Regions from separate parts of the Sus scrofa genome. Here region 1 is linked to region 2. Evidence: chromatin contacts called from public Hi-C data. All regions are on one chromosome and are shown on one strand. The core of a region is the stretch at or near the end of the contact, and the rest is flanking DNA. Distances in the headings are between cores, read along the strand shown. Region 1 holds the start of NDUFA6 (NADH:ubiquinone oxidoreductase subunit A6). Region 2 holds the start of SERHL2 (serine hydrolase-like protein 2).

Evidence for each region. A called contact is a pair of places that touch in the nucleus more often than the background predicts.
Region 1: a Hi-C map of epiblast stem cells shows a contact between it and region 2, with 2.6 times the contacts expected there. The contact joins the promoter of NDUFA6 here to the promoter of SERHL2 in region 2. A contact is called at or near these places in 1 of 5 promoter capture datasets (fetal skeletal muscle), 2 of 47 Hi-C or Micro-C datasets (embryonic fibroblasts and epiblast stem cells) and 2 of 2 datasets of contacts at active chromatin or transcription factors (alveolar macrophages and skeletal muscle).

The regions. Positions count from the first base shown.
Region 1 is chr5:6,560,549-6,566,277 of Sscrofa11.1, forward strand. It overlaps NDUFA6 (NADH:ubiquinone oxidoreductase subunit A6), which reads left to right and starts at 1,526. Exons shown (of 3, transcript NM_001185178.1): 1 at 1,526-1,681; 2 at 4,905-5,020. The coding sequence starts at 1,543.
Region 2 is chr5:6,237,755-6,243,620 of Sscrofa11.1, forward strand. SERHL2 (serine hydrolase-like protein 2) reads right to left here and starts at 2,057. Exons shown (of 12, transcript XM_021091434.1): 1 at 1,828-2,057.

The sequences.
Region 1 (5,729 bases), core at 276-2,775, 320 kb after region 2:
AAAACTGGAGTTCCTGCTGTGGTGCAATGCGATCGGTGGCGTCTTGGAAGCACTGGGACACAGGTTCCATCCCTAGCCTGGCACAGTGGGTTAAGGATCTGGTGTTGCTGCAGCTGCAGCTCAGGTCACAACTGGAGCTCAGATCTGGCCCCTGGCCCGGGAACTCCATAGGCCATGAGTCTGCTAAAAAAGGAAAGAAAGGAGTTCCCGTCGTGGCTCAGTGGTTAACGAATCCAACTAGGAACCATGAGGTTGTGGGTTCGATCCCTGGCCTTGCTTAGTGGGATAAGGATCTGGCGTTGCGTGAGCTGTGGTGTAGGTCCCAGACGCAGCTCGGATCCAGCGTTGCTGTGGCTCTGGCGTAGGCCGGCGTCTACAGCTCCGATTCGACCCCTAGCCTGGGAACCTCCATATGCCGTGGGAGCAGCCCTAGAAAAGGCAAAAAGACATTAAAAATGGGGGGGGGGAGAGACTGGGCTAGATGCAGGTCCATCCCCCATGCTGGCTGGGGTCCCAGTTGAGCCCTGACCCCAACTCCTTCCCAACACTTACAAGGTGTCTGTCCAGCTGCACTTTCAGAAAAGACCCATGGACTCCAGGCAAGTGTTAAGGCAGGGGCGCAGTCGGAGATGGCCAGTGACCGAGACGTCTGGCACCACCTCAGTTTCTCACCTGAAGATGGGAGGCCAGCAGACCCTCCCTGATCTGGGAGGCTGACAAAGACCAAGCAGAACACCTGTGCACGGCCTGACAGGCTGTCAGCTGTTACTTTTCCCTTTACCCTTCCAGGTTCCCCTTGATGTTCAGAGGTAACCTCAGGAGAAGAATGCCAGGCAAAAGGGCTATCCCCAGTGGACGACCTAAGGTTCGGTCCAGCTCCAAAATTCTGGGCTATTTGTCACAGAGATGCAGAGTTTGGGATGAAAACGTCCCCGTCTAAATGCGGCTGATGATACGACCTACCTCCTGGGCGTGGAGAAGCGCTGAGAACCTAAAGGGCCAGGAGAGCGCTTTCACCTCTACCTCTACACCACGCTTCGAGAGAGCAGGTGTACAGGAAATTTTTTTTTTTTTTCCAGAAAAGCCGCAGAGCTGCTGGGCCAACGCCACGGCAGAACAGAAGCTATTATCCGCCTCAGCGGCCCCTGGGGCCGACGGCCGGAGCCCGGGGAGCTGATAGACGAAGCTCCACAACCCGCCCAGCACGAGCGCTCGGCCTGACTCTTGACAGCAGCGAGACACCAGCTCGCGGCCCAAAGATCAGCCTGGGCCCGAGCGCCCCCCGGCGGCACAACAGGGCGACGGCTAGGACCCCCAATGGCCGATAGCGCGATTCCGCAGGTGAGCATGCGCCTGCCGGTCTCCAACCAAGAGAGCAAGGCTTCTCAGCCAATAAGAGAGCCCCACAGCCATTCTCCCGCCCACCAGCGAAGATTGTGGGCGGGGATACAGGTTTTAGCCAATGAGAAAAAAAAAGGCGTCCCCAGGCCGCCCTGAAGAGTAGAAAAGGGGGTGGTGTTGAGCTGTGGTTTATTTAGCAAGATGGCGGCGAGCGGACTTCCCCGGGCGGCTGCGGCGGCCGGCACCTCGGTGAAGCCCATTTTCAGTCGGGACATGAACGAGGCCAAGCGGAGGGTGCGCGAGCTCTATCGCGCCTGGTATCGGGAGGTGCCGAACACTGGTGAGAGGCAGCGCCGCACGCGGGCACCCGGAGGCAGCCGCCCAAGGTCGCAGCCGCCCCGGCCTCCCGTTTCTGCCGGGCCGGGCGGAGGTGGCCAACTTGGGCAGGGGTGACTCCGAGTGCTTCAGGGCAGCAGGGTCCCACGTGCCTAGTCGTGCTCTGCGTCGGAACCGCGCGTCTAGCGCTCTCGCTCTTTGCCCCCCTGTATTTCTTCCCGAGCCCCTGCGAGGGAGAGCAGCGGCTGTCACTGACATACTCATTTTATAGGTGAGGCAACCGAGGCACCTAGAGGCCAGGCCAGGTCAACCCCCAGGTGAACTCTGGAAAACCTGAATGTATTTACGGACGCCCGTTAGGTTATATAAACCAAAGGGCTGTAGAATTTGAGCCATCGTGGTCTTCCCACATTTCCTACGGAGAAGGGAAGGGACTTTCCCAAGGTCATCCAGTAAGACGTGGTGCCTTTTGCCGTCCCTCCAGGTGAGAGGGCCACCCTCCGCAGTCTCCCAAGTCTTTTTACCTGGCTCTGCAGGCTAGTTTTCCTTAAGAACGCCTTCCCCTGCCCTCTGCTGCCTCAGAACCCCAGGAATCACGTGTCTGAGAACCAGTCTGTCCACCTGCAGGATTAAGGTATAAGCTCCCTGGGTTCAAAGACTGTCTTTTTCGGGGGGCCGGGGGGGCATCCCCCTTAGCGCTGCCCAGTGTAACTAGTGAAGGAAAAGTTGGGGAAAACCTCATCTAAACTGTCAGGGGCAATACACATGTCAGGGACATTTTTGTCCCCGGCTTTCTCACTGGTGGAGGGGGTGTGTTCAGGGGGCTGGGATAGGAGGAGGCCGCCTAGGACAAAGCTATGGAATTTTTCTCTTTAGAGACACGGGTTCTTAACCGGGCAGGGTGGGCACTCAGGGGTCCGTAAACTAACATCGTAAGCACATCTTTGCATCTGTGCCTGTGAACATTTTCCTGAGGAGAAGATGCATGCACCCAGTGAGCTGGTGTGTGGTTTAGGACATCACGTGGAACGGGAGTGGGTGGACACCAGCTTCCCTAGTAGGCGTGGAGGTGCCTTGTTGTTTCTCCCAAGGTTGGGCAGGTATCTGATGTGACTATGCGGGAAAGGTAAGCACTGATAGCAGGGGGAGATTCTTCATGCTCCCTTCCTTAAACGAGCAGAATATCGTACATTATAAAACAATAAACAACCTGGATTCTTGGCCCCTGTTTGCCAGGAACCAGTGGTCTGACCTCAGGCAAGTCCCCACAGTGCTCTAGTGCTAGGATTCTCAAATCCAGGATCCATGTTAGTTTGCATGGATTTGTGTGTCTTTGTCCTCTTGTCCCTGTGTTTGCTTTTCCAGACTTCCTAACGTGATACTGACTGTGGTGTTTGGCACCTAACTCTGTGGCTGAAAACCTAGATTTTTAGTGTTTACCATTTTCAGTGATGTAAATACTCCCACCGCGGTGGATTTTTAAGCCCTCAAAGTGAAGTCAGTGCAGGCAGATTTGGGAAGAGACGTGTGTGCCTGGCTCCCCAGGCAGCCTGCTCCAGCACACCACTGGACACCGAGCTCTTTCTTGTGTGGGTGACCCTCTGCCCTCCCTGTTAACACCCGTGAAGCTGGGATGGCGGAGTTTCTCCTGTTACATTTCTGCTGTTGCTTTTATTCTTTGGTTGGATCAGCCGGGCTTGATCTTTTCCTCAGCAGAAGCTTTATTTTTCTATTGCTATCACTAAGTTATGAGTATAATCAAAGATTCAAACTTAATTGTCCCTAAACAGCCCTTGTGCTTTTCAGAGCTGGCCGTGATAGTTCTGTAGACCAGAGTGGCGACGTCACAGGAATGGCCACACCGCAAGGTCTCCTCACCAAGGGAGCCCCCAGGCCTCCTCAACCTCGGTGCCCATTCTAGCCTCGGTGCCCATTCTAGCCTGTTTATTCTGTTGCCTGGGCCTCGTGTGCCCCTCTCTTCTTATTTTACCTACCACTCAAGGCCCTGTTCGTGTCCTTGTCACCAGCAAATCCACCGAAGGCCAGCCGCCAGAGGATAAGAATACAAATGACCGAAACCTAATTTTCAGAGAACATCTATGGGCTTTATCTGAGCTCCCAAGTCACTGAGTCTGTGCCACTATTTTAGTACTTAATCAGGGGTTGCTGAATATTGCGGGGGTTTTTTTGTTTTGTTTTGTTTTGGTTTTGCTTTTTAGGGCCGTACATGTGCATATGGAAGTTCTCAAGCTAGGGGTCGAATTAGAGCTACAGCTGCTGGCCTACACCACAGCTACAGCAACTTGGGATCCGAACTGCGTCTGCAACCTCTACCACAGCTCACAGCAACACCGGATCCCTTGACCCACTGAGTGAAGCCAGGAATCGAACCCACATCCTGGTGATACTAGTCGGATTCATTTCCACTGCACAATGACGGGAACGCCTGAACACTGTGATTTTTACATTTGCATTCATTGCAATCACATTTTACAATTGCATTCATTATTGCATTCATAAATTCTAATTGTTGTCCCTGCAATTAGAATTTAAGACCTAGAGAGCAGGAGCTACCCCTTAAACTTCTCTCTTTCCCCCAAGTAACCTAATATAGCAGTCACTGCCTGCTAGATTGATGCCTTTCCTTACCTGCACACGCAGCAGTCTCCCTCAACTCTTAGGTCTGTGTGGTGCACAAGCCTACACCTATCATTGTACGTTAATTTCAACCCTGTCATCTTGTGCCAGTTGTTCCATGCAGTAAAAATGCCAGCATTTATTGAGAGCTTATTCTATCCGGGGCACTGTTCTGAGCATCTTGCCTTCTCTCATTGACTCATCACATCAGCTCTGGAGTTACATATGCTGCTCTCGTCCTCATTTCATTCACAGATAAATACACTGAGGCATGGAAAAGTTAACGTACACAGGATCATATAGCTGATAAGTGACAGAGCTGGGATTTGAACCCAGCTTGTTCATACTCTTGAACTGTGCTATCTTGCCTCTTCAAAAGCAGTGAGCTTGTCTCCCCAAACAGAATGCAAGCTCTGAGAGCAAGTGCCGTATCACAGTTCTTCACATCCTCAATCACCTAACTCAGGGTCAGGCTAGTATTTGGTGAGTGGAATGAATGGGCAACTTACGCGTTCAATGACTAGCCATTGACTCAATTTTCTTAAAACACATTTTAACCCTCTCTACCCTGAATCATGTTTTCTTTCTAGTGCATTTATTCCAGCTAGACATCTCTGTGAAACAGGGACGAGATAAAGTCCGAGAAATGTTTATGAAGAATGCCCACGTCACAGACCCCAGGGTGGTTGATCTTCTGGTCATTAAGGTAACTGACTCTCCCTGACTGATTTAAAAGAGCAGCCGACTTGTACAGAGCTTCTCACTCTTCTTAGGTGAACATTTTTGTCTCCCAAGTTTAAAAGCAACTACTGAGTCAGTAACGGTTACTTAATGTTTCAAAGGAACAGCTGAACTTAGAGGTTCTCACCTGGTTAAATATTATATTTATATTTATGTAAATTATAAGATTGTTCAAGGGAAAATCCACTGGGGCTTGCATTTTAAGACGAAAAAACAGGAGTTCCCTTGTGGCACAGCAAGTTAAGGATGTGGCATTGTCACTGCAGCAGCTTGGGTCAGTGCTGTGGGTCGGGTTCGATCCCTGGCCTGAGGACTTCCAGAGGCTGCAGGCACAGCCAAAAATAAATGAATACATAAATAAAACCAACAACAAACGGAAGGAAGTTTGAACTCTTCTTGAACCTCATCCCTGGAAGTTAACTGCTTCACCTGGTTGCCAGTTTACAGCCAGGTTAGGCAAGCTGGCTGAGTCCTGTGTAAATGGAGTGCCTTCCTGGGCCTGATTCTGTCTCTCAGTGTTGCCTCATTAGCGTGGAACCTCAGTAAATACCATGGAAAGAATGTTAAGTAGAAATGTTAAGCCAGTCAGGTTAGGCAGTCATGGGGCAGAGGCCTGGTAACCTGAAGTCTCCTTGGAACCAGTGAGCCGGAGAGTTAAGGGGTATCTGAGGAGT
Region 2 (5,866 bases), core at 807-3,306:
AGTTACCTTTGGATGTGTGCCTAACTCGCAATAACTCTCTTTTGGGGAGCTGTCTCCCTCCCATCCACAAAGTCACCAAGGTGGGTCTGAGGGAGCCCTATTCCTGTCTTGGACGCTGCCCCTAGACCATAACCAATTTCTGGGGTGGGGCAACCTGACCCAAGTTGGGCCAAGGCCTCTGCCCCAGCAATTTGGAATCAGGGTTTGATATTCCAGCCTTACTCTGGGCTTGTCTTCAGAATGGGACACATTTGGGGAAAAAAAAAGGGGGGGGAGCCACAGTATGACTGTCAACTACCCCTGCAACTTAAGTAGCAGGGGGAAAAATTCAGATGTGCAGAGAGCAGAAGAGAAAGAAACAGGCTATGGTCAAGGAGTGGAGGGTGTGCTATGATGCACCACCCTGGATCCTGCAAGGGCCGAGCCGTCATTCCTCCAGCCCGCGGCGAATGTCAGCTGTGACAGTTGAGTTCTTCCCTGAGACTCGCCCCTCATGGAAGGGACCTGCCACGTCCGAGGACATGGCCTCCCCAGGGCATTCCATCACCACGGACCGGTCCTTATACCCCAGTCAATGCCCTCGCCAATGTACAAAGGGCTGGTGACAACCATCCCAGCTCCTGAGCTTCCCATGGAATCGTGTAAGGTTCCCAGCTGAATCCAGGTTCAACTTCTGCCCTGCGCAGCTGCTCTGATTTGCTAAAAGGCTGCTTCCTGAGAGGCTGAGCGATGAGTGTTCTGTATGCATGAATAAGAGAGTGCAGCTCTGCTTCCCAGGGCACCTAACCCAAGACACGAGGCTTACAGTGCAAAGGCACTGGTGGTAAAACAACTGATGATTGCTGTGATGAGGCAGAGGTTCTTCCCAAGAAGCACCTCAGCTTCCTTGCTGGCCCTAGCGAGGGGCCTCCTTAAATTAACCTTTCCTAAATGAAACATAGTTTGCAGGTCAGGGTGGTAAGCATTTTGGCCTCCAGCATAGCAGCTGAGACCCCCAGGGCCACCTGGAGAGGGAGGTAAAGTTTGGCCTTGGCACCTGGTCCTTTTTACAAATCTCTCCCGCCCCCCAGCCCTAGGGTGGGCATGTGAAGTGCTGCACCCAGCCCAGCCCCCTTCTCTCATTCAATGTGGATTGAGGGGCCACGAGGTGCGGGGCTCCTTCTCTGACCCATCTCGCTGTCAAAGTGCCCTGGACCGGCTCCCATCTCTGATCCCTGCGGCAGGCACGCACAGGTGCATTATCTTCCACCAGTGGCATTTTCACCATGGGGCTTCGTCTTGGTTCCTGTTTCTGGTTTCAGGGAATTTCCTCCTCTGGGGATTCAGCAGCTCAGTCCCTATGTAGACTTTGGGGAAGACTCCAGGCTGAAGGCGTCGTAGACACTCAGAGGCCCTCAGATGGTCCAGAACCCCTGAGAGGTTCCGAACCCCTCTTGTTGCAACTGAGGAAACAGAGTATTTGAACCAATCCTGCAACCCAGGACAGGCAGATGGGGAAATGCTTTCCACTGACTGAGGTTCAATTCGATTCTCTCGACACCCAGCATCTGCCGCCTCCCGCCCTTGGGAGGGTTTCCAGGAGCGAATCTGATTCTTGGCGCGCGCGGGTACCGTGGGGAGCGGAGCGGAGGCGCGCGGGGGCCGCGCCACGTCCCGGGGGCTGCGGGTGGGTCCAGAGCCGCTCTGCGGCCAGGGCGGCCAAGAAGAGGGAGAAACTCGTCTCCACCGCGCCCCCCCGCCCCCAAGTCCCGTTCTCCCTCTTTCTAGAAGCCCTCCTCTATCCTGGCTGCGACTGTGCGACTCTTTTTTTGGCGAAAGAAACCTTACCGAATCGAGGGCACTAGGGCGGCGGCACCAAGGGAAGGCAGGGTGGTGTCTGTTGGAGGCTTTTATCCTTGGAGCGTAGAATTAGAGGAAGAGCCCTTCCGCAGACCCCGAATTCCCGCTGCGCGCGACGGCCCGGGCCGTGGCAGGATCCCAAACACTCAGTGCCGCGTGGACCTTGGGCGGCGGGAACCTCGGACGCCGGTCGGCTCCCAGGAAGCCCTGCGGCCCCTCTCGAGCGGGGTTGGAGCGCCCCCTGCCGGCCCCCCGCCTTACCGCAGCCCCGCGCGCGGTCCTCCCCGGGGCGGATGCAGGGACCCCGGCAGGCGGCGCTAGGATGTAGGGGCTTCCTCCCAAGCCTGCCATCCCTTCGCACTTAGGCTGCAACTGATTCTTTTTTAAAAAGAAAAAGGAAAAAGGGCCTTTCCCCAGACCTCTGTGTGAGGCAATGGAGAGGAATACACCAACACTCCGGTGGCGTTCTCTGAACCTTTTTCGGTTCCAGGACCACTTTGGGGTCAAAGATTTTAAGGCAGGGATCCTCTTACAAGGAGCTGCCTACAAGGTATTAAAGAGCTTTGGGTTGGACAATCACTGACAAGTTAGATTTGACACTTTGGATGGGGCTTTAGACATGTGTGACAAACAGAAGAGTGGTTTTATTTTTACAAATTGGTGTTTGTTATTTTGATTTTTAGTTTTCTTTTGCTTTTTTAGGGCCACATTTGCGGCATATGGAAGTTCCCAGGCTAAGGGTCAAATCAGAGCTGCAAGCTGCTGGCCTAGCCCACAGCCACAGCAACATCGGGATCCAAGCTGCATTTGCGACCTACACCACAGCTCGCAGCCACGCCAGATCCTTAACCCACTGAGCAAGGCCAGGGATTGAGCCTGCATCCGCATGGATACTTGTTGGGTTCGTTACTGCTGAGCCACAATGGGAACTCCACAAATTGTTTCTTTTTTAATTTTTTAACATTATAGTTGATTTATAATGTTCTGTCAATTTCTGCTGTTCAGCAAAGTGACCCAGTTATATGTGTATATATATATATACATTCTTTTCCCCATATTATCTTCTATCACGCTCCACCACAGCTGATTGGATATTCATTCAATTCATTGCTTATCCATTCAAATTCGGGGTTTGCATCTACTACTCCCAGTACCCCAAACTCCCAGTCATCCCACTCCCTCCCCTTTGGCAACCACAAGGCTGTTCTCTATGTCCATGTGTTTGTTTCTGTTCTGTAGATAGGTTCATTTGGCCACACCTACAGCATATGGAAATTCCTGGGCTGGGGTCCAACCCAGAGCTGTAGCTGCTGGCCTATGTCACAGACACAGCAAGGCCAGAACTGAGCCACGTCTGTGACCTACACCACAGCTCACGGCAACACTGATTTTTTTTTTTTTTTTTTTTTGTCTTTTTGCCATTTCTTGGGCTGCTCCCACAGCATATGGAGGTTCCCAGGCTAGGGGTCGAATGGGAGCTGTAGCTGCCAGCCTACACCAGAGCCACAGCAACGCGGGATCTGAGCCACATCTGCAACCCACACCACAGCTCATGGCAACGCCGGATCCTTAACCCACTGAGCAAGGCCAGGGATCAAACTGGCAACCTCATGGCTCCTAGTCAGATTCGTTGACCACTGAACCACAACGGGAACTCCAACACTGGGTCTTTAACCCACTGAGCAAGGCTAAGGATCAAACTCGTATCCTCATGAATACTAGTTGGCTTCATAACCCACTGCACCACAACAGGAACTCCAAAGCTGAAATTCCTGTAGGCCAAGGTTGAGGTCCAGTGAAGAAGAGGACTCCGATGAGACTGCCTAGTTTGGTCAAGGACAGTCTTTGTCACTTTCCATAGTAGCAGTACAGAGCTGCTCTGTCCTTTTCACAGCGGATTGTCCCTCTTGATGGGCATTTGAGAGCAGTGAGGAGAAGGTTTTATAAATCCAAGTTATTTTCAAGAAAACAAATATGAAATGGGAATTACTTTTTCAAAAATAATTAATGTAGCATATAAAGAAATAATATAATAATCTGAAGTTCGTTTTATTTAAAGAATTCTGGGAAATTGGCACAACATTGGAAATCAACTATACTTTAATAAGAAATAAAAATGAATTAAAGGCATTCCCGTCGTGGCTCAGTGGTTAACGAATCTGACTGGCATCCATGAGGACGCAGGTTGGATCCCTGGCCTTGCTCAGTGGGTTAAGGATCTGGCATTGCCGTGAGCTGTGGTGCGGGTTGCAGACATGGCTCAGATCCTGAATTGTGGCTGTGGTGTAGGCTGGCAGCTACAGCTCCGATTGGACCCCTAGGCTGAGAACCTCCATATGCCAGAGGTGCAGCCCTAAAAAGACCAAAAAAAAAAAAAAAAAAAATCCCCACAAAAAAACAAAAAACTCTCCAACATTCACTGATGATTTCATGAGTAACTACTCCCCAAACCTCTTGCTGATCCCATTGACTTTCCATTAGCATCCTAAGTAGATTTTCCACTGTAGAATTTATTTTAATTCTCCATGTATTATCATTTGGGGGTTCTTGTCTAATCTTGGCTACTCATCTTTTTGACACCCCCGCCCCCAACTCAATAACCTCTAAGCATTTGCTGAGGGTCTCGACCCATAGAGGATACTCAAACGGAGTGAGGGGAAGTTTTCTTTCACAGAAAAGCTATGGCTACTAGCTTTCCAAACTCTGCCAAAAGGTATGACATGGGTAAAATTGCTTTGTTTTTCATCCATGGCCTGGAAATCTAGAGGAGTCAGAATCTTCAAGGAAGGAGGAGTGGTTTTGAGGTAGGTCTTCAAGGATGCTTAGCGTTTGATAGGTGGTCTTAGCAGGAAGCAGGTGCCTAGGGAGGCTGTAGAGAGAGCCTGTGGAGAGAGAATTCCTATTTGGAGTGGGAGGGGCAAGGTGGGACCAAATTATGGGGGACTTTGGAAAATAATCAGCTCTTTGGATGTGACAAGAGGCATTCCTGTTGTGGCTCAGTGGATAAAGAACCCAACTAGTATCCATGAGGATGAGGGTTCGATACCCGGCCTCGCCCAGTGGGTCCACGATCTGGCATTGCCTGGAACTGCAGCGTGGGTCACAGATGCGGCTCGGATCTGGTGTTGCTGTGGCTGTGGTGTAGGCTCTAGCTGCAGCTCCGATTCAACTCCTAGCCTGGGAGCTTCCATTTGCCACAGGCGGGGCTCTAAAAAGAAAAAAAAGAAAAAAAAAAAAAAGATGTGACAAGAGAAGAAATGGAGAGACCCTGTGTGTCTTATGCAAAGTCTTAGATAATTACAGCCCTGCTAAAAGAGCCGGTGTTAGGATAATAAAATCAGTGCAGTAGAGCCTGGGACTTTTTTGTGAAAAGCCGCTTTTAAGTATTTATTTATATCTTAGTTTTTGTCTTTAATTAGTAGGAATTGTGAGGGGGAATTGAGGTTGTGACACATTTTATTCTCTCTCCACTTCATGAAAAAAATGCTAACTTCTGATCCCAGCAACACCTGGCATTGACCTTTCCTTTAGGCGGCGTTTCTTCCTTGAATCAGGAACCAGCACATGCTCCCTGCCAGTGAGGTGTTTTCTCATTAAATACTGACATTCTGCTGCATTCTGGGTGTGGTATTAGTGGCCATAGATAAACAGGGAAATACCATATATTTTTGTTTTTGTGGGCTTAGTGTCTTTTTTGTGGGGTGGGCTTAGTGTCTGGTTGGAAATTGACATATGGAGTTCCCACGTTCCCACTGTGGCGCAGCAAAAACGAATCTGGCCAGCATCCATGAGGATGTAAGTTCAATCCCTGGTCTCGCTCAGTGGGTTAAGGATCTGGCATTGCTGAGGCTGTGGCGTAGGCCCGCAGCTACAGCTCCAATGCGACCTAGCCTGGGAACCTCCATATGTCACAGGTGCACCCCTAAAAAGAGGGAAAAAAATAATACAAAGCAAGCAAGCAAGAAAAAACTGATGTATAAATACACAAATAGAATAGCCCAGCGGTTGGCACATTTTTTTCTGTAAA